4 separate regions of the Mus musculus genome follow, and all the other regions are linked to region 4. The links are chromatin contacts, called in public Hi-C and HiChIP or PLAC-seq maps. All regions are on one chromosome and are shown on one strand. The core of a region is the stretch at or near the end of the contact, and the rest is flanking DNA. Distances in the headings are between cores, read along the strand shown.

Region 1 (5,087 bases), core at 1,337-3,836, 290 kb before region 4:
CTTAATTAGCTTCCTCCTCTCTTGTACAGCTCGGGCTCTTAGCCTAGGGAAAGGTGCTGCCCACAGGCCAACCTGACGTAGACAATTGTTCAACTCAGTGATTCTAGGTCTGGGCAAGGTGTTAGTTAAAAAGTTAACCATTTCAGGAACACGGACGGGGAGGGGTGCTTACCTGCCCTGATTCCCCTCAGGGGTTCACTCACAAGTGGCTTGCTGTAGCTATGGTCATCTACTTTTCTATTACTCTCTCTTCAACAGCCTGGCTTTTTTTTTTTTTTTTTTTAATGTTTGCGGGGAATGTAGGCATTTTGGTCTTTGCTTCTCATAGCCTGACTTTTTAGAACATTGGGTCCATTTTGCTTCATCTCCATGCATATATATTTAAGTAGCTTTGAACAGTCAGAGATTGGTCTCATTCAGAAGAGTTCTGATGAGCGGCCAATCGTGGCGTCAGTGTATCTCATGGTAACTTTACATCTTCCCCCTGCTTATGAACTTAGCAGGATGTTCCTTGATGTTCCTTGAACGACTTCTGTTGCCATTTCCATGGTTTGTTTGTTTGTTTTTAAATCCTGTTCTGCACAGTGCCCTGCCTCTTCCAAGTGCAGAATGCAATCTGCAATTGGTCCAGGAAGCAGGAGAAGGAGGTAGTGTGTTAGTAGATCACACAGACTTGAACTTTCTAAGGGACAGGCGTCTATGAAATAGGACAGTGATTATTGCCAGGTAATGACACAGAGCCAAACACTGTGGTGGGGAGGGTTGTCACAGGATTTTCCCTGTCCAATTACATTAAGTGCAGGGGAGGCCTGTGACTGGACAGGGAAAAGGGAGGCAGATCAAAGAGTTACAGAGACAGAGAGGTCTCAGGAGGAGAGAGGAGGAGGATGGAGGCTGACTTGGTGTTATCAAAAGGTTAGAATATTTGGGTTAAAGCTTTATCATTATCAATTAGTTCTGAAATTATTTATTGCCATCTTGTAAATTGTGCAATATTGATACATAAATCTAATTGGTTAACTAGAAGCTTAAGAGTCTTGATTTTACCGGTTACTGGGTATCGTGTTATCAAATTTTGAGGATGGTTATTGGAATGTGGGACAAAGCGGTGGGACCCAGCTGGGACATAGTGTTGTGGTCCACCAGTGCTGGTACTAGAGTGGGAATGTGGCCCGACGGGGTCAGAGAGTTGGCAGGTTGAAAGAAGCAGGAGTGTGGAGAGTTGGCAGGTTCATTAAATATTTCCCATAACAGTGGGGTTTGTCCCAGGTCTGCTGGGGTGGGGAGGTTTTGGGACAGCTGAGTGGGGTGTGGCTCATGATCCAGATCATGGTGAGAGGGCATGACACCTGATGATGCGACCCAGGGAGATGAGAATTTGTGGTGTGGCTTCTAGCATCTTTAGTGGCTCAAGAAGTAGAGATCTCAGGCCAAAGGTAGGGGGTGTTAGACCAGGATTAGGACCCTTGGGGCCTGTCTTTGTTAGGATTTTACTGCTGTGAACAGATACCATGGCCAAGGCAATGTTTACAAGAACATTTAATTGGGGCTGGCTTATAGGTTCAGAGGTTCAGTCCAGTATCGTCAAGGAAGGAACATGGCAACATCCAGGCAGGCATGGTACAGGAGGAGCTGAGAGTTCTACATCTTCATCCGCTGGCCTCTTAAGAGAAGACTGACTGACTTCTAGGCAGCTAGGAAGTGGGCCTTAAAGCCACACCCACAGTGCCACACCCACTCCAAGGCCACACCTCCTAGAAGTGCCACTCCCTGGGCCAAGCAAATACAAACCATCACAGGGCCCATCTTTGATGACCCGCTTACACCAATCAGGAGCTGCCTCTTAAAGGTTTCACAATTCTGCCAAACAGCACTACCACTGCGAACAACTGTTCAAGCATTTGACCCTGTCCAGGACATTCCATACCATGCCACTAAGAGTAGAAAAGTGCTGGGTTGGGTACTGAGTCAGCCCCTCCTTAGATAACATCTACACCACAAACACACATTTATCCCAGCTTTCCTCTGAAATCCAGCCCATGTTCTGTGTCACTGAACGAGAATAATACATAGAGTGTGTCTTTAATCTGAAGTAGCACTTGGATTCCCGTATTACAATGGGCCCAAGACAGGAAGCCGTGTTCACAATGCTCCGTGGGGTTCCACAACAAATAAAAGCTGTTGTTTCAAATTAGAATTTATCAAGGCGTCCAAAGAGGCTGCAGGAATCCCCCAGCCAAGCTCTGGCTGGTGTGTGTTTTCGTTTGTGATCAAAGGCACAATGCTGAGCGCTGCTGAAAGAAAAAGCTCGCAACTAATAGCATAGAAGAGCAGCCGCAGTGAGGGTGGCATCTCTCTTGATTCTGTTAAGCCGGCTGCCAGGACCCACTGCGCATGCGTAGCAGACGATTGCTGTTTAATCCAAGTCCACACTGGAATGTGCTGACGTAAACCCACGGGGGACACCTTTCTGGAGGACTTGAGTCCCGGATGCTGTGGCTGCCCATTCTTCCTGGGGTTAGAGCCCCCTTATCGTAAGCCACACGCCTGCAGGAGCAAAGCAGGTGGTGTACCAGCGAGCCATACACAGAGGGGCGGGCTGGGGACAATACTGCGGGGGCTTCTAAACCTTCTGAAGAGTTCTTGCACAGTCTGTCGGTGTCAGAGCCACAGCAGCCTGCTGGGTGGTAGAGGAAGGCTGGGCTGGCAGATCTGGGGATGGAGGAAAACAGGCTGCCTCTTTGTCCTCCTGGCAGGCTTCCTGAGTTACAGGCATTGTGAACAACTCAAACCATCAGCCAGAGGTGACCGCTTGCTCGGTTAACTGGGAGAGCAGGCGGTGGGGAGGGGAGCGTGGTGCCTCTGGGGAGAGGACGGGGCTGTGACTTCACTCTAGGCATGCTGGGGATCCATTAGCAGTGGTCTGAACCTGAGGGATGATTTCACAGGTTCTGGATTCTAATTAGCAGCTCCATTCCAAAATCCCCCTTGAGTCTGTGTAACCGTTCCTCCACGTCCGGAATGCCTCCATTGGAAAGCTTTTAGGCTTTGGTGAATTGTTAAGCAGGACTTGTTTTTCCCCTCCTTTTTTTTTTTCCTCTGACTTCCATAGCTCACTATAGGAGGAAAGGATCATATCCTGGCATCTCTCAAAGCCCCGGGCAGCTCTGCCAGCCTCTGCTGAGTCATGGATGAGCAAGGACCAGGCTGATTCTATTTACGTGGTATTTGCATCCCTGTCCAGAAGCCTCTTGGGAGCCTATTCTCTCTGCTCATTGGGAATGCACGGTGCCCAGTTGATTCGTCTTGCTAGTCTTGATGGCATGCAGAGACTAAATGTATCCAGGCTCATGAATAAACTCCACAGCCCCAAAGGGCTCCTGTCTGGTTCCACTTTCCAGTGTGTAGCCCGAAGAGGCCAAGGTAACAGAGCTGAGGGGCGATTGCCCTGTCTCCTTGGAAATGATCTTTTGCTTCTAAAACCAAAGAGCAGGAAGGACGGACATCTGTGGAGACCTTCAGTAATTTATAGTGGGGGAGTGCAGATCTGGGCAGGCTGCTCTCCGAGGCACCACTGTGCTCAGCTGATCGAGGGTGGCAGCCTTGTGCTTCCTTCTCCTTTCTGCCAAGGTCTGGGTACAAAAAGTTGGAGCAGACAATGTGTGCAGAGCAAGATGACTCTGCTGCCCATGGGACACAGTGTGAACTTAGCATGAGGCTGGTGACACGGTCTCTCTGTGCACGTAGCAGGTCCCTTTGCCACCAGTGGAAAGGGGCTGGGTCAGGTGTCTGTAGGTCCTTGGTGTCTTACTCAAAGCATCGAAATTAGTAGATACAGGTTTGCACAAGTAGCAAGAGTGCTTTTTTTTTTTCACCAAAAGGCCAGAAAATGTGTGTTCAAGAATGAGAGTGGACATCATGAATGTCAGTACTCAAAGGCCCTGAGGGTTCCTTTCATGGAGATAGAGAGTGGGAATTCAGTTTCTAAGGATGTCCTTTGTGTGGTTCTCTATTTTAACTACATAGTTTAAGTTGTATATTCTTCTCTCTCGTCTCTTCTCATAACACATCTGATGTCAAACATATGCCAGGTTACATATAGGCCTACAATGGAAAATAGGGGATTCTCCCCGAAGGTGCACTTGGAGGACACAGTTTGCTTTATTGTACATGCATCTAAAACCAGTCTAGCCCCTCCTACTGGGATAGTTGTTAAGGAGATGAGAAACTGATTTCATTGTTCAGAGAGGGTGGTGCCTGCAGCTCTAGGCAAGTGGGGGTTCTAGGTTGGCAATAGATTATCCAGTGCATTATTCACAGGGATGGATGCGCGTATCACTTGTAGGCGAGAGTCCTTTGCTGAGAGCATTGCTAGAAGAGAGCTATATGCACAGCCCAAGCCAAGTGGAGTCCTAGGTTGTTAAGTGATTCCCTATGCTTGCCTACTTTCTGGGTGTGTGTGGATAGGGCTTTTCTCCTGACTGCTCCTCCCCCCTACACAGGTCAGTTTTCTGCTGTAGTCCACATTGACTACAGAGGATCATGCATTGCCTTTAATCCCAACAACCTGGGAGAGTTAGACAGGAGGTTTTCAGGTTCAAGGCTAGCCTTAGCAGCTTTCTGAGATTCTTTCTCATAACAAAATATAAAAAGAGGGGTTGGGGATTTAGCTCAGTGGTAGAGCGCTTGCCTAGCAAGTGCAAGGCCCTGGGTTCAGTCCTCAGCTCTGGGAAAAAAAAAAAGACAAAATAACAAAATATAAAAAGAGAGTTGGGACTCTTGATTTCCAGAGGGGAGGGGAGGGGATGTGGTGGGAAGGGCCATGTGTGGCAGAGACTAGGAGGGGGGCCTTCAATCAGAATATAAAGGGAATAAATACATAAATTAATTAGTTAATGGGAAAAATACAACAAAAGAGCTGAAGTTGTGACTCAGTGGTCAAATGCTTGCTTAGAATGCAAAGCCATGAGTTCAATTCCTAGCATTCCCCCCCACCCCCGAAAAAAAACCCAGCAGTGTGAAGTAGACCAGTTCAGGTGACTGTGTGCATGTGTACATCTTTGTGTGTGTGCACATGGAAGTCAGAG
Region 2 (4,716 bases), core at 45-2,544, 440 kb before region 4:
GCTTAGTTACTGGGCCCAGGGATAGATTCTCCTGGTTCCAGTGCTGGAAACTGAACTTGGATCCAATGGAAGGGCAGCTAGTGCTCTTAACCCCTGAGCCCCCTCTCCAGTCCATATATTCTTGTAAGGAAGAAAAAACAATCTAGAAAAGTTAATAGAGAAGGGCACATGTAGGTGCCCGCTGCCCTCTTAGACCTTTCTGGTCGCTGTGACGGAATATCCAGACATAAGCAGCGTTAGTAAGAAATGGTTTGTCCTGGCTCACGGTTCCTGGGTCCATCATGGTGGGTGGTATGGCAACAGGTGTTTGAGGGAGCCGGTCACAGTGCATCCGTGGTCAGGAAGCAGGGAGAGATGATGCCGGTCACAGTGCATCCGTGGTCAGGAAGCAGGGAGAGATGATGCCGGTCACAGTGCATCCGTGGTCAGGAAGCAGGGAGAGATGATGCCGGTCACAGTGCATCCGTGGTCAGGAAGCAGGGAGAGATGATGCCGGTCACAGTGCATCTGTGGTCAGGAAGCAGGGAGAGATGATGCCGGTCACAGTGCATCTGTGGTCAGGAAGCAGGGAGAGATGATGCCAGTCACAGTGCATCTGTGGTCAGGAAGCAGGGAGAGATGATGCTGGTGTTTGGCTTTTATCTCCTCCTTATTTGTCAATTAGTCAGTGTGTGTGTCTCTACCTCAGTCAAACTCATCCAATCTCAGTAATCCCCGACAGCCTGACAGAGGCATGCGTTCAAGGGATTCTACGCCCTGCCAGTCGCTACTAACAGTCGCTACGACAGTCGCTGCTAACGTCACACATATAACCCCAACTCTTAGAGTTGACGCAGGGGAATCCAGTGTTCTAGGATAGTTTGGGTTACGCATGCAGACTCCGTCTCAGAACAACAGAAGAAGTCAGAGTGGAAACAGTACAGAGAGCTGTACTCTGGGCCCTACCTCTCTTGGTGCCAGTCCATGCTCACCCTAAGCCCTGGGCAGGCAGCAGCTCACATGCAGAGCCAGGTCTGTAGCGTGCTAACAGCTTTCCCCGTTCCTATACTGTGCGATGGTGGTGGACACACTAGCCGTGGCTGACTCTTCTTACCAAGCCTCATGCACCCCAAGGAGTCACTTACACATGGCCCCATGGCTACGTTAACACTGATTAAAATGAACCTCTCTGATGGTCCACCCAGAGCAAACCTTGAAAAGTACCGACTTCATTCTGGTTTATGACACAACTTGGTCTGGTGATTTTGTCCCACCAATGATGTCATGGTGCCCCTAGACACTGTGACTCACACAATAGCTCCCCCTTGCCTCTCCCTCATCCTTGGCGGGTGACTTTCGTAACCATGCGAGTTCTGCCTTTGTCCTTCCCTCCCTTCTTCCTCTCTCTTTCCTGGAAGCTGAGTAGGCTGTGTCTTCTCACCCAAAGGACCCCTAGTGCATGGTGACAAGCTTGCTGTACCTGGTGTCAGTGAACAATCGACTGTCTGTGGGTTAGCGGAGTCTGTATCCATAACCTCCAGGAAGAAGGACACAGACACAGAACAAAACACCACTGGCTTTGTGTTTGTGTTCTTGTTACTTTAAGCATCCCATTGGCTAGTGGCTGCCTTCTCAGACAGCGTACTTTTGATGAAAATGGTCGCCAGCCAAGGCAAACATGCACTTAGGCTTTTTCTTGGGGCCTGCATTGTAAGCTTGGGGCTCCAGAGGAAATGTGTGGGAGAATTACTCAAGGTCTTAGCCTCTAGCAAGAATGCAGGGATGCTGAGCTATGCTGCCCAGCCTGGCTCCTGGACACTCCAACTGTGACATTCTGTCCATCTCCCTGGGTCCATGTGAGCTCTGGGCTCCAGGGACACCTCTCTTTGTGGATACGTAGGGGACAAGGAAGGGGTGTAGCCTCTCAGACAACAGAAAAGATGATGTCATTTGGGAGTGGTCAACACAGGAGGAAAGTTCTCTCTACTAATGACATCACTCCAAACACCCTGCCCACAGCTCACCGATGACATCACTCCACACACTCTGTCCATAGCTCTGCAGGTGGCACATGGGCTCACAAACATCTCTGCTGCTCTGCCTCAGAGTTTTAAAAACAGTCCAATAGAAGAACGTAAGACAGATAGATGGATGTGCATGATACCACATGCATTCCTTCCTTGTGTGTGTGCACACATGCTTGTGTGGCTGCACATATGGGTGCAGGTGTGTGCATGCATGTTGCATATGTGGTAGTTAGTCAGAGGACACCCTTGGGTGTCAGGCCTCAAGCCCTTAGCATTTCCATTGTTTGAGACAGGTCTCTCATTGGCCAGCTAGCTCTCAGGAGTCTGTCTGTCTCTGTCTCATCATCACTAAGATGGCTGTGTGTTCCCCTGTGCTCAGCTTTTAATGTAGATTCTGGGGATTTGAACTCAGGTCTTCATGCCTGCAATGCAAGCGGTTTGCCAGTAAACCACCTCCCCAGCCTATACTCTTTCTAGCTCTTGATTGATCTGGGTGGTCAGTGATACTGTACCCTGCCCTGCAAGGCTCTGGCATGTACCTGCAGGATTATTGTAGAAAAGAGTACAGGTACAGGACTGCCCTGATAATGCACTTCAAACATGAAGTCTAGCAATTTTACACTTGAAATGCCAGCTCATGCAAGCCTCCTGCCGCTTGTCTCCGGCGCTCTGAAAGATAATAGAACAGTTGAGCATAGCAAATGATCACCAGTGTGGAAAGCATGGACTCCTAGCCCACAGTGTGCTGTTTGCCTTGCTCTGAGGACACCCGTGCATTTTGCCTTAATTTTACTGCATGCTTGTCACCCCCTCTTACTTTCTGTTACTGACATTGTGCTAAAGTGCATGACAGAATTTAGTTATCCATGTGTCCCATGGTTCCTTTAAGGGCTTTGCGACTTCCAGGTGGCTTAGAACCTAGGTGCCAGCAGAAACTTGTGCTGCCTGTGTGTACCTGTGTGTCCTGAAAGAGGTGGTCAGCAACAGGAGTGAGCATACATCTTACATACGAGATGTGGGAACATCAGGCAAGGCCATCGTCAACTCTTCCCTATGTGATGGTCCTTGAGGGGCTGGCCACATCGAGTGTGTGCCTCATGTCAGAGATGATGTTCTGTTGCTTAGCTTTTGTTTCTAGAAGCATGGGACCCAACAGAAACAAGTTGAGGGAGACAGGATTCATTTTGGCTCACAGCTTCTGAGGGTCTCGGCCCTTGGTGGTTTGGCCTCATTTCCTTGCACAGAACATCGTAGCAGTGGGAGCCACAAGTGAGGAAGGAGGAGCTAGAGACTGCCTCCTGTGAGCCATTTCCTCCAGCTAGGTCTCCCCAAATGCCTACCCATCCCGAATAGCTCCACCAGCTGGCAATAAAATATGTAAGACAGGAACCTGTGATGGCTATTCTTGGTTGTCAACTTGACTCCATCTGGGATTAACTAAATCTCCCAAATGGAAGACACATCTGTGAGTATGTTTAATTAAAAAAAAATCGCTTCATCTGAAGTAGGAAGATCCACTAGTAATCTGGATCCCTGAAGTAGGAAGGCGCACCTTTAATCCAGAGCGTTTGAGCTCAGAAAATGTACTGCTCATCTGCTGGGAGCTTACTTAAGGGCACGGTAGAAGGAAGCTCCTGGTCTCTTCCTGCTCGCTCTCACTTGCTCGCAAGTCCATTCCCTCACTGGCATTAGCGCCTACTTCATTGGGATTCTACTGCGGACTTAAGAGCATTTGAGATATCCAGCCTCGTGGACTAAGCAAGCCAAGAAGCAGCACTCCCCCATGGCCTCTGCATCAGTTCTGGCCCCCAGGTTCCTGCCCTGCTTGAGTTGCTGCCCTGATGTCCTCCGTTGATGGACAGTGATGTGGAAGTGTACGTCTTTCCTTCCCACCCTGCTTTGGTTGTGATGTTTCGTCACAGCAACAGTGACCCTAACTAAGTCAAAACCACAATGCCACTGAGAGGAGTTAATCTGAATCAAGACTTTGGTTACAACTCTTACACCTATGGTTTTAAAAAGTGTCCACAGGCATTTTGGGGAGACTGCCATTTTAATAATCTGATGGCCCAAGATGGGCTTAATGTTGATAGTCCCATATGTAAGATGAGCAAGCATTCTGAGCTTAGAGAGAAGAAATCTCCCAGACTATGAAGTCAGCTGGCTGGTCTAGGACTCAGCTCTGGGTCTCTTGTTCCAGGAGAAAAATCACCTTTATTTTTGATTTTCTTCTCACACTAGAGGACTCTCTGTAGAGGCAGAGGGAATGCACACTCTTGTGTGCATCCTTTATTGGCTCTTCCATCTGAGGTCTGGTCCTGGAAGTGCCTGCTGGCTGTTCCCCTTGGTCTATGCATGAACTGACACCTAGCCAGAAGCCTGGCCACTGTCTGTCCTCACAGTTGAGGAGTCTCATGGCTCTGTTCTTGCAACACATGAGACCAGGGCCTGATGGCCATGGAATGGGTCTTCTTGCCATAGGGGGCCACTTGAGGAAATCCAGAGTTCTCGCAATGACTTTCTCTCGCAATGGCATTTTCCCTCTGAAAACAGTCCTACCAACTTAGGTTAATTTCTCCAATTGATGTGCTGCCCCGCGGAGCTGGGTGGGTATTCCTTTGTCCTTTGACTTCTTCTGGCTGTTTGCAGAGGAACTATTAGAGCCAGCGCACGTTCAGGCTCTCAGCACGACCAATCGAGGTCCTTAGTC
Region 3 (5,106 bases), core at 1,729-4,228, 320 kb before region 4:
GTCTTTATCACGGGTCATCTTAAGGCCCCTTCTCTAACACAGATCAGAAAACCTTCAAGCATACTGTGTCTGCTTCCATCCTTGAAGGAGGTGACTCCAATGTGTACCCTCAAATCCAAATTCAGGGTCAGGGTAGAAGTGTTGTTCAGGGATGGAATATACATACATACATACATACATACATACATACATACATACATACACACACACACACACACACACACACAGATTTTCTGAATACACTGTTGCTGTCTTCAGACACACCAGAAGAGGGTATCAGGCCCCATTACAGATAATTGTGAGCCACCATGTGGTTGTTGGGAATTGAACTCAGGACCTCTGGAAGAGCAGCCAGAGCTCTTAAACACCGAGTCATCTCTCCAGCCCCCACACCCGCCCCGGGATGGGATTCTGTGGGAGCCTCTAGGACCATCTCTCCTGGTTGCTGTGCGTACAGGTTTAAAGTCTGGGCTCGGGAATGAGATTGTCTACATCTGAGTGTGATCCCTTCTTGAGCTGTGGCTATTCACTACACAATAAATCTCTCCAAGCCCCCTTTTTCTATCATAAAAATGAGACAATTGCAGAAGAAGATAAAGGATGCTTCTTATATGCAATAATGACTGGATAAATGAGAGCTATTATTCAACAGTAGCAATATAAAACCACAAAAAATATGATGGAGTGGAAAAGATCTGCTTTGAGAGACGGACGCTGGCTCAGCCAGCAAAGTGCTTGATGTACAAACACAAGGACCCGAATCCAGCCCCCAGAACCCACATTGTAAAAGCCAGATGCGGGGGGGGGGGCAGGCTTTAAACCCAACCCTGGGGAGGTAGAGACATGAGGATTTATGGGGCTCACTGGCTCTGCCTACTTTTTAAGTTTCGAGTCAATGAGAGACCCTGTTGTGTTTTATAAAAAGAAAGAAAGAGCCAGGAATATGTTTGATAGAATGAGGTTGGTGTGGGGAAAGGGGTGCCTCTCCCGGCCCATGCCAAGGCAACCCGTCTCTCTGAGGTACCAGCTACAGAACAGTATAGTATAGAATAGAGTTTATTTAGGGCTTGGGGAGGGGAGTTGAGGGGGTAGTAGAGGGAGAGAGAGAGAGAGAGAGAGAGAGAGAGAGAGAGAGAGAGAGAGAGATCATACAGCAGTAGAGGCTGGCCTGAACATGTGGAAAGAGAGGGAGAGGGGAGTGGGGAAAGAAGGCCCAGAGAGGGAAGAGGGCAAGAGAGTAAGAGACTAAGAGAACAAGGAGGGGGGCAAGCAGCCCCTTTTATAGTGAGTCAGGCACACCTGGCTGTTGCCAGGTAACTGTGAGGTGGAGCCTAGAAGAAATACTAACAGACCCCATCTTAGAAAATCCATGCTGAAACACACACACACACACACACACACACACATTTTCTAAAAGCAAGAGAGACTCTCTTGCCTTCCTAGTGAGTCTCAAGGTCATGGCAAGTTCTCCACCTCCATTATGTAAACAGCCTGCTCTTTCTGTTGCCTGCCCTCTGGCCAGATGCCTGCAGCTCCCTCAGACGGGGAAGGACAAGTGGTAACTGAGTCCTTGTCAGTGGCTCTGCTGGAGACTGAGCAGCCTGCAGTGGTTCCCACGCACAGCATCATCGGCTGGCCGAGGTCCTAGTGTCACCTGCTGCCTTCACAGCCACACACCTGGCACTGAGTTTATGAGCCGGAGAGCCCTGACCTTGTGTATCCCCGGCCCAGGAATCAGCTGTTTGGGTCTCCTGAGCTCTGCATCTCTGCATAGAGACCCATTGTAGACGTCCAAGAGCATCTGGGGTTGCCACAGCTCCCTATTCTACCTCTCTTTCGATAGTTCCCAGAGACAGTGGGCATGTCACCTGGAGAAGATGGTCCATAAAGAAGCAGAGGCCTGACGTAACCCTGGGCATTATGCCAGGAGGACCACTGTGTGACATGGTGTCAGCCCTGAGTGAGTCCCTGGGAAGCAGGGGCAATTACTGATGTTATTCTCCTAGTCCTTGAATTGTAATTATTATGTGGATGTGAGGCCCTTTTTTAGAGATAGCGTGTGTTACATGGCTCTGAACAAATGCCTATTCACCCCAGCTATGACAGTAATTCCACCCAAGTCCAGCTTGGTGAAGCAAGGAGTTCATTGGGCTTGTAGGTGAATGAGTGGGGGTTCTTCACAGAACACAGCAGCTTTCAGGCAGCTATGTCAAGAGTGTCCGCCACAGCAACTGCTAACCCTTAGACATTCCTAGGAAGGGGCCACTTCTGGGAGAGTATGCGGGTGGGCTGATCTCACAAGCATCTTGTGGAGTTCAGCACTGGTGTCCTGAGTCAAGATGGATAAAGCTATGTTACACTAGAGGATACTTCCAAAGACCACTTCACTCTCAGCCTTCACATTCCAGGGTGGCTTTCACACGTTTAAAGACCACCGTTCCTAAGTGTCGTGGTGTGTCCTGTACTCTTAGTGCTTGCCAGGTGAAGGCTAAAGAACTAGGAGTTCAAAGTCAGCCTTAGCTACATATGAGTTTGAGGCTGGCCTGGACTGTAAGAGACACTGTCTCAAGAAAAGACACACGCACACAAAGACAATTACCAGGGAGTGTCCAACCTCGGATGAGTTTAACATACTCAAGGCAAAAGTCTTTTTGATGCATTTGGCCATGAATTGAGAAATTAAAGAGCCATTAAGCTTCAGTCAATATGTCAATGGCAGAGATCCAATTTGTCTTTAATGAAATGAGAAGGTTTTAATGATTCCAGGGCGTGTTGAGATTGCATGATAGTTTAATTTGACAACGTGCCAGGACCCTGTGACCTCCAGACAGATGGGTTCTAAAGTCTCTGCTGCTGGGGGCAGGGAGGTTCTCAGACCTTCTCTCTAGAAGGCAGGCCTTTCCAAGACTGTCAGTGACTGCTCTCCCCAGTTCTCACTGGTGAGTCTGATCCACAGCCACAGGAAGTACACGGTTGACATAGCATGACCCGTGGGGTTCAGAGTCAGTCTGCTCCCACTTCCCCCTCCGCCTGTCCCTCCTTCCTGTCCCTGCCGCCTGCCTGTGTCCGGCGGCTGCTATGAGAGTGCCTGTGATGAGGAATGAGTCCCAGGTTCAAACACACCAGGCTCTGCACCATTACAGCTTACTGTCACACCAGCGTGGAGGGCTGGATCCCTCCTCAAGCTGCAAAGAACTCCTTAGCCTCATTCATCCCAAACTCGGCGATGCTCTGTGTGCGAGAGCACTGGCGTGGATCCCCACACTTGGCTTTTCATGTGGGTGCTGGACACCTGTGCAGCAAGCAGTTCACCCCACTGAGCTATGCTAAAGAAAAAAAAGTCCCCAGACCAGTGAGATGGCTTGTTCAGTAGTTCTTCCACGGAGCCTGGTGATCTGAGTTTGCCCACTGGGACCCACTTGGTACGAGGAGAGAGCTGATTTCTTCAAGTTGTCCTCTGACCTCCACCTGTAACACACATGAGTATGGGGCACACACATACATACATACATGTAATTAAAATTTTTACGTTTCCAATGGAAATCATGTAATTATTTCCTGGACGAAGCCTAAGGTGAGAATCACTAAGAGATGACTTGTGACAACTACACAGACCATCTGGCCAAGTTACTTCCATTATTATTCTGTAAACGAGACTGTAAGCAATGCCGTGGTTTCCCCAGAGGTGCCGCAGCCGCTGGGGCAGGCCGGTGCGATGCATCAGCCGGCTCAAGCCTGTCTTAATCGACTCTTGCATGGATTTCTCTATTTGTTGCTCTCTGTGGAACTGTCCTTGTTCTGACAGTGGAGTTTGGTAGTGCTGGCAGTTACAGGATTGGATGGAAGTGGCCCCCGAGGCTGCTGTGGCACAGGTGTGTTCATTTGTGTGGCTCACTGGAGTGTGAAGGGGAGATGGGGTTTGAAGGATATCTCCTCCTCCTGCTAGTCAGAAGGGCAAGCTGCCCCTGGAGTTTGCCTGACCTGTCATCTCTAAGTGACTGTGAGTCCTTTCAATAAGAGGAAGGGGCTAGTCGGGTTTAGGTGAACAGTCTGAGAGTAAACATGGTCCCACGTAGGTTTTAGCATCCAAGAGGGACTTCTTTTGACATTGTGACATAGCATGTTCATCTACAAAGTTCACTATGGAGGACCCTGCCAAAATTTTCTATCGTAATCCCCTTGTGTTTTAAACAAGTCGCAACATGTTAGGTCACTCTCATGGCCATGCTTGGCCACGTGTGGTGTGCAGGCAGCAGTGGAAACACCTGGTGGACGTTCACACAGAAGCCTGGAGCCTGGTTCTCGTCTGAAACTCCTTTAGTCTGAACTCTTCTGACAGCCAGCAGACTGATGTCCAGACAGTCTAATCCCCAGAAAGATGATGCTGATCTCATGTCGGGGTGAATAGAGTGTCCCACATATCTTTTTTTTTTCCAAGACAGGGTTTCTCCGTGTAGCCCCGGCTGTCCTGGAACTCACTCTGTAGACCAGGCTGGCCTTGAACTCAGAAATCTGCCTGCCTCTGCCTCCCAAGTGCTGGGACTAAAGATGTGCACCACCACGCCCGGCAATGTCCCACATATCTCGTCTTCTCAACGGTTCTTATACTACTGGCTTTTTGGCTTTAACTCACTGACCCCCCCCCCAAAAAAAATATTAAGCACAGTCAGGTGATCCCCTTGCTGTTATTGATTTGGCTGCATTTGGCTGCATTTGGGAGGCCTCCCCACTGGACCTCACAATCCAATGTGGGGAGCAGCCTGCTTCTCAGGGGAAGGTAGAGAGATTGGATGACTTAGGAATCATCTTTCTGGTGTGGCTTGATGGATTCTGGGGGCCTTCTGTCTGCTAACATTAGAGAAGGATACACTTCAGGACTATCTCTACAGCATGGCTTGAAAGCCCTGAGAAGGCCTTGATAAGATCATCTTTGTCTCTGGTTGGAGAAGAGCAGAACTTGGGGCAGAACAGAGTGTGGTCTGGCACCGTGCTTTCTGGCACTGCATGTGTGTCACTTAACCATGCACAGAGGCTGAGAGGCCACCACGGGCAGGACAATGGGACGTGGCTCACCTGAAGAGCTTGAGATCTCATAGCTGAGATACA
Region 4 (5,306 bases), core at 722-3,221:
GTCAAAAGCCAATGAGAGACAAGGAGCATGGCTCTGCCAACCAATCTCTATCTAAAGTTCCTATCAGAGTTAGGTCAGGGAAAGAGACTAACCTTACCAAGTACCCTAAACCCAACAGCTTTGTGTGGTGACCTAATAAATATTAAGCCTAGGAAGGCAACTAAAGTTAAAGGTGACAGCAGTACACACACACACACAACTGGTATACCTAAGCTTACACCAAATTCTGCTCATGGGAAAGCTGGTTACTGAACTGCTTCTAGAATGGCCACTCATTCATTCCCACAGTGTGCTGACCAGCAACTGAGCTGGCAAGCAGAGCTCTAGCCAGCATGGCTGATCCGATGGGTGCAAACAGAGAAGAGGTGTGACAAGAGCATGCAAGGCTGAGGGTACAGGACGGCCATATCCAGAACCCTCACAGGAAATCAGAGATGGCCAAGTAGAAATGGGGTAGGAAGGGCAAGTACCAGGATAGAGGCCACAGGAGAAGCAACCTGGGGGCAGGAAGGCGAGAAGTAAGGGAGAAGTAGCAGAGGGGCATGGGTCAGGGGCCACCAGTCTTGGTGATGACAAGAGAGAACTGATTTCAGCCTGAAGAGGTGACAAGACGATGTGGAAGTCATGGCAAGCTGGACACTGCTTTGCATGGTCCAGCAGGAGAGGCTAGTGTGGACTGTACAGGGAAAATGGAGCCTTGAACAAAGTCACACAGAATGCTAGCTAACACTATGCCTTGACCTCTGAAAGCATGGGCAACCTCTGTGCCCTCCATGAAACCTTGACCACAGGGTGTCCACAACAGATGGCTCACACTGTCGCTGTGTGTGGCACTCCTTTAAAGCACAGCTTGCAGCCATCTTGGAGACCCCTGGAGTCCTTTAAGGCATGCGTGCTGCATAATAAACACATAAGTGTGATATGAAATCTCAGTCTAGTCCAGTTGCTGTAACAACAACATGAGACAGCCCAGTTGCTGTAACAGTAGCATGAGATAGCCCGTGCTGGAGGCTGGAAGTCTAAGGACAAAGCCAGAGGCAGAGGGTGGGGGTACCCACTTTCTGGGTCATGAAAGATACATGCTGTTTCCAAGGCCTGAGGTAGAAGAGATCTCCTTCATAGGTTACTAATCCCATGCCCAGGACTCACCCCTCATGCCCCACCTTTGTCTAAGGAGCCACCTCCTAAAACCATCATCTCGGGGAGCTAGGAGTTTAACCTGTGAAGGGACAAGTAAACCAGGCAGAGCTGGCCCAGGCCACAGGACAACTCCACTGCAAGTCTGTCTGACCTAGAATTATCCTGAGCACTCCTAAGACCGTCTACAGAACCAGGCTACTGTCTGGCTAGAGACTAGCCACCCCCAAGAAAAGACCTTCCAACGCCATAAAGCGAAGCCTGTCTGTTTAAATTTAACTCTGTACTTGCTTTATTGTGCAATTTCCTTGATGACCCAAAATCCACCAGCTCTGATCACATTTCTTCCCTTAACAAAAAAAAAAAAAAAATTGATTCTGCTCAGAAACAGGACATTAGGAATGTGCTTTAAGCCCTGGGGTGCAGCAGAAGGGGGTTTCAGACTCAGATTATACACTGTGTAAATTAACAGCAGTGGCTGGGGGGGGGGGAGAGGAGCGGTGTCACACATTACAGCTGACAACTTGTTAGCAAGCTGACTGTTCCACTAGAATGGCTACAGTCTCACAGCAGATTCTGTAGCTGCACCCCCACTCCCACCCTGTCTCCGAGCCTGTGCTGTTATGGGCTCAGTCGGACCAACCACGGAGCATGATCCACTAGCACCTCCCGTACCTGCACCCCTATGCCCTGCACCTCCCTTACCTGCATCCCTATGCCCTATCAGGCTCACCACCCAGGCAGGAGACCCGAGGCTGCACGGTGCTGACAAGCCCCACCTGTAAGAACTGCGAGCGGAACATTTTTAGCATCTGGGGAAGTTGCACTATGTTCTGTATACCGTCCCAAGTATCTGAGGAAACCCACAGCCTGTGGCGTACAACTCCATGTGCTCATCAGGGGAAGCTGCCTGGTTGGTTCTGCACACAGGGCAGAGTTCCCCAGAACCTGGAGACCATCCTTGTACCCTGTCTCCCCACAGCACTGGCCAGAGCTGTGCCAAATACAGTTCTGCCAGCAGCAGGGCCTGGGTCTTCCACTACCAGGATTTCTGCCAGACATCACAAGCTGGAGGCCCACTGCTGGGCAATCCTGCCCTGTTCTGCAAAGGTGCATGCCCAAGAACATTCAACGAGCCACCAGCCAAGCACTTATCTTCCTATGCTAGATAAGAAACCCTTCCCCTGGAGCCCGCTTCAGACTTATCAGATGCTAAACTGCAGGGCAGTACCTCAGTGAGCAGAAAAACAAAAAACTGCTGGGTCTGCTCGCACATATGCAGAGCTCTCCAGACGCTGGGCACAAACCTGTGCCCTGGGAAGGAGAAGTAACACAGTCACATGGACAGCACGGACAGTTACCGTAAGGTAATCAGCAACAGTCGTCTCTTTGCATTCTTGTGCTATATTAAGCAGAATTTGAAAACAATTATAGGATCAACTTTTATAGTTACCTTCCCTAAGAGAGTAGGAAAGTAATATGCCTGGTTTTGTGGGGTTCTGTTTTGAGACAGGATCTCAAAATGTAGCCCTGGTCAGCTGCAATGTTCTATGCAGACCAGGCTAGCCTCAAATTCAGATACACATGCTTCCACCTCTCAAGTTAGAGGATTAAAGGTGTGCATTACCACGTCCTGTACCAAGCCTAATTTTTTTTAAATTTTATTTATTTATTTATTTATTTATTTATTTATTGTTTTTTCAAGGCACGGTTTCTCTGTATAGCCCTGGCTGTCCTGGAACTCACTTTGTAGACCAGGCTGGCCTCGAACTCAGAAATCCGCCTGCCTCTGCCTCCCGAGTGCTGGGATTAAAGGCGTGCGTCCACACCCACACCCTCTTTATAGGACTCCAGTGTCAATCAAAGTACAAGTACACCAAGGTCCACCCTGGGGCGCTAGTGAGTTTATGGATGACATATGGAACAGGGGGTGACCCCAAAGCAATCACAGCACAGGCGCAGGGTGGGAGGGTTGGAGATGGTAAGCTCAGAGACTAACACTCTAAAAACATTCACTTGGCTTGTTTCAGGTAGGAGGATCTCCTGAAGGCAAAATCACCACCCTACCCCCCACCTCCACCCCTGCACATACGTGCACAGTCTCACACGCACAGTCACACACACACACACACACACACACACACAGAGCGATAGAAGAGGGAGCTTCCAGTGCTCTGGGATTCAGGACCTATGATACTGGGGTGACCGACTGAAACAGCTGTCAGAAACTGACATTTGTATTTCTTGTCTATGACTACGTATTTGCATAATTTCATGAGAGATAATATCCTAAGTTAGAGAGCAGACATCTACAGCGTGGCCCTGACACCTCCGAGGGAGAAGGAGGACAGAGAAACCTGCCTTAGAACTAACTGTTCTCCCCACTGAGCCACCAACCTGAAGACACAAGGACCCAAGGTCCCTGACACTCATTGTGTGTGGAATTGACGAGCATCTAGACCCTCACTTCCATGCGAGACTTCTGAGGAACAGGTGGGCATCCTTTCCTTCCCATCAAAATCTCCCACAATGCACTGCAGCATGGCTACACACTTCCAGGACTTTACATAAAGACCCTTCAGAACCTTGACCACTACAAGCCTTTAATAATCAACCCGGCCTGAAGCCCACAGGCACCATTGCTGTAGGGGGCAGATGTATACCTGGCAAATGTGGCCTGGGTTAAATGCTCCAAGGGGGTCAGTGGCAAAGAGCCAAAGATGAAGTCCTTCTCTTTGCTGCTGCTCTTGTTTTGTTTTGTTTTGTTTTGGAGACAGGGTTTCTCTGTGTGACCCTAGCACTCATGGAACTCACTCTGTAGACCAGGGTGGCTTTGAACTCAGAGATTCATCTGCCTCTGCCTCCCATGTGTGGGGACTAAAGGCATGCACATCCACCAATGAACGATGAAGAGCTTTTCAATACACCTGGAATTTTCCCCAATACCAAAAAGTTTCACACCAGATCAGATGTGGCTTTGGTGACAGCTTCATGGCATTCACTTCATAATCAGGCAGTTCTCCCAAATGACACTGTGAAGGACAATCCCACCTGCATCAGTGCTCACACTACTCCCATCTTGGCTTTGGTCTTTTCCTATGTCCCATGAACCACTATTTAAATGTGTGATGAAAGTGTTAGATGTCACTTCAAAAATATGTGGAGTACTTGAAGTTTATGACAATTGTTTCTGAGGGAGTGGGCTCAGAAACGTTTAGAGATTCCGAGGAAGCCAATGAGGAAGGGAGGCCAGCTGAGGAAGGGAGCTCTGAAGGCAGTAAGGATGTGTCTGTCACTAACCAGGGTAAGCAAGCACAGGTGCGTCTGAGGAGACCTCAGCCAGAGAGGCAGGCAGGGGTGCTGCAGACCTCTGGCCCTGTGAGGAGTGTACGAGCACGGGAGGGTCATCCCTGGATGTGTTCCCCAGGAGGAATAAAGGATGGACTCTGTCCAGAGGCCCAAGGCTGGGAGACTAATGGACAGCAACTATCAAACAAGAGAGTCTTGTGCAGTCATGAAAGTGCCCCATCGTGCTGTCTGATGTGGTAGCAACCAGCTGCGCGTGACCACTGAGCGTGTGACTGCGGGCAGCAAAAGGGGCAGCGTCTGCATTTTTAAGTGCAGTTTGTACTGACCAACATCATCACGTTGGCTGAAAGTGGCCTCTTCAACACCTTCCTGTCTGCTGGCCAGTCTAGAACACTATGGTGACAATTCAAAGGAATTCAATTCAAGAGCACCATGGGCAGACCCAGCAGACCCAGCAGGTATGTGTGACTGCCAGAGGACTGCAGCAGGAGGGACCCTAACCCTTAATAAAGGACACTGCGAGCACAGGGCACTTCTGGTTTAGGGGTCAGGTTGGAGCCAGGGTTAGGGTCATGGCAAGGAGTGTGGAAAAGGTTACGATTAGGATTAGGGTTAGGGGTTAGCGTTAGGATTGTGGTTGGTGTCAGGGTAAGGAGTTATGGTTAGGCTTGTGGTTAAGATTACAGTTAGGAGTTAGGGTCAGGATTAGGCTTAGGGTTTAAGGTCAGGGCTAGGGTTAGGATTAAGGTCAGGTTATGGTTATAGGATTAAGGTTATGAGTATGGTTGGGTTTAGGGTTATAGTTGTGGTTAGGGCCAAGGGTTATGGTTAGGATTAGCGCTAGGGGTTAAGGTCAAGGG

The links. Hi-C and Micro-C count contacts between places; a contact is called where the count stands out from the background. HiChIP or PLAC-seq counts read pairs in DNA pulled down with a chosen protein or histone mark.
Region 1: a Hi-C map of bone marrow-derived macrophages shows a contact between it and region 4, with 19 read pairs. The contact joins two enhancer-like sites. A contact is called at or near these places in 3 of 484 Hi-C or Micro-C datasets (bone marrow-derived macrophages, cerebral cortex and pre-B cells) and 11 of 115 datasets of contacts at active chromatin or transcription factors (the NIH/3T3 cell line, VIP interneurons, bone marrow-derived macrophages and 8 more).
Region 2: a contact with region 4 is called in an H3K4me3 HiChIP or PLAC-seq map of bone marrow-derived macrophages, with 5 times the contacts expected there. The contact joins two enhancer-like sites. A contact is called at or near these places in 2 of 484 Hi-C or Micro-C datasets (bone marrow-derived macrophages and nephron progenitors) and 8 of 115 datasets of contacts at active chromatin or transcription factors (bone marrow-derived macrophages, craniofacial prominence, embryonic basal ganglia and 5 more).
Region 3: a contact with region 4 is called in a Hi-C map of bone marrow-derived macrophages, with 22 read pairs. The contact joins two enhancer-like sites. A contact is called at or near these places in 9 of 39 promoter capture datasets (the C10 cell line, cranial neural crest, embryonic stem cells and 6 more), 2 of 484 Hi-C or Micro-C datasets (bone marrow-derived macrophages and cortical neurons), 14 of 115 datasets of contacts at active chromatin or transcription factors (SST interneurons, VIP interneurons, acute myeloid leukemia and 9 more) and 1 of 9 other capture datasets (embryonic stem cells).

The regions. Positions count from the first base shown.
Region 1 is chr8:125,251,880-125,256,966 of GRCm38.p6, forward strand. All of the region lies in intron 12 of Disc1 (disrupted in schizophrenia 1), which reads left to right. Among named protein-coding and RNA genes, the nearest start is that of Gm30713, 130 kb to the right of the region's middle. Within about 2 kb of position 2,587, at least 249 of the 459 cell types and tissues checked have an H3K27ac peak or open chromatin away from gene starts, as enhancers often do. A contact at or near this core is called in bone marrow-derived macrophages and cerebral cortex, where this site is marked.
Region 2 is chr8:125,104,242-125,108,957 of GRCm38.p6, forward strand. The region is part of intron 3 of Disc1 (disrupted in schizophrenia 1); the gene reads left to right. Among named protein-coding and RNA genes, the nearest start is that of Disc1, 52 kb to the left of the region's middle. Within about 2 kb of position 1,295, at least 4 of the 459 cell types and tissues checked have an H3K27ac peak or open chromatin away from gene starts, as enhancers often do. A contact at or near this core is called in bone marrow-derived macrophages, where this site is marked.
Region 3 is chr8:125,221,638-125,226,743 of GRCm38.p6, forward strand. All of the region lies in intron 10 of Disc1 (disrupted in schizophrenia 1), which reads left to right. Among named protein-coding and RNA genes, the nearest start is that of Gm30713, 160 kb to the right of the region's middle. Within about 2 kb of position 2,979, at least 51 of the 459 cell types and tissues checked have an H3K27ac peak or open chromatin away from gene starts, as enhancers often do. A contact at or near this core is called in bone marrow-derived macrophages, where this site is marked.
Region 4 is chr8:125,541,395-125,546,700 of GRCm38.p6, forward strand. The region is part of intron 1 of Sipa1l2 (signal-induced proliferation-associated 1 like 2); the gene reads right to left. Among named protein-coding and RNA genes, the nearest start is that of Gm51602, 12 kb to the right of the region's middle. Within about 2 kb of position 1,972, at least 32 of the 459 cell types and tissues checked have an H3K27ac peak or open chromatin away from gene starts, as enhancers often do. A contact at or near this core is called in bone marrow-derived macrophages and cerebral cortex, where this site is marked.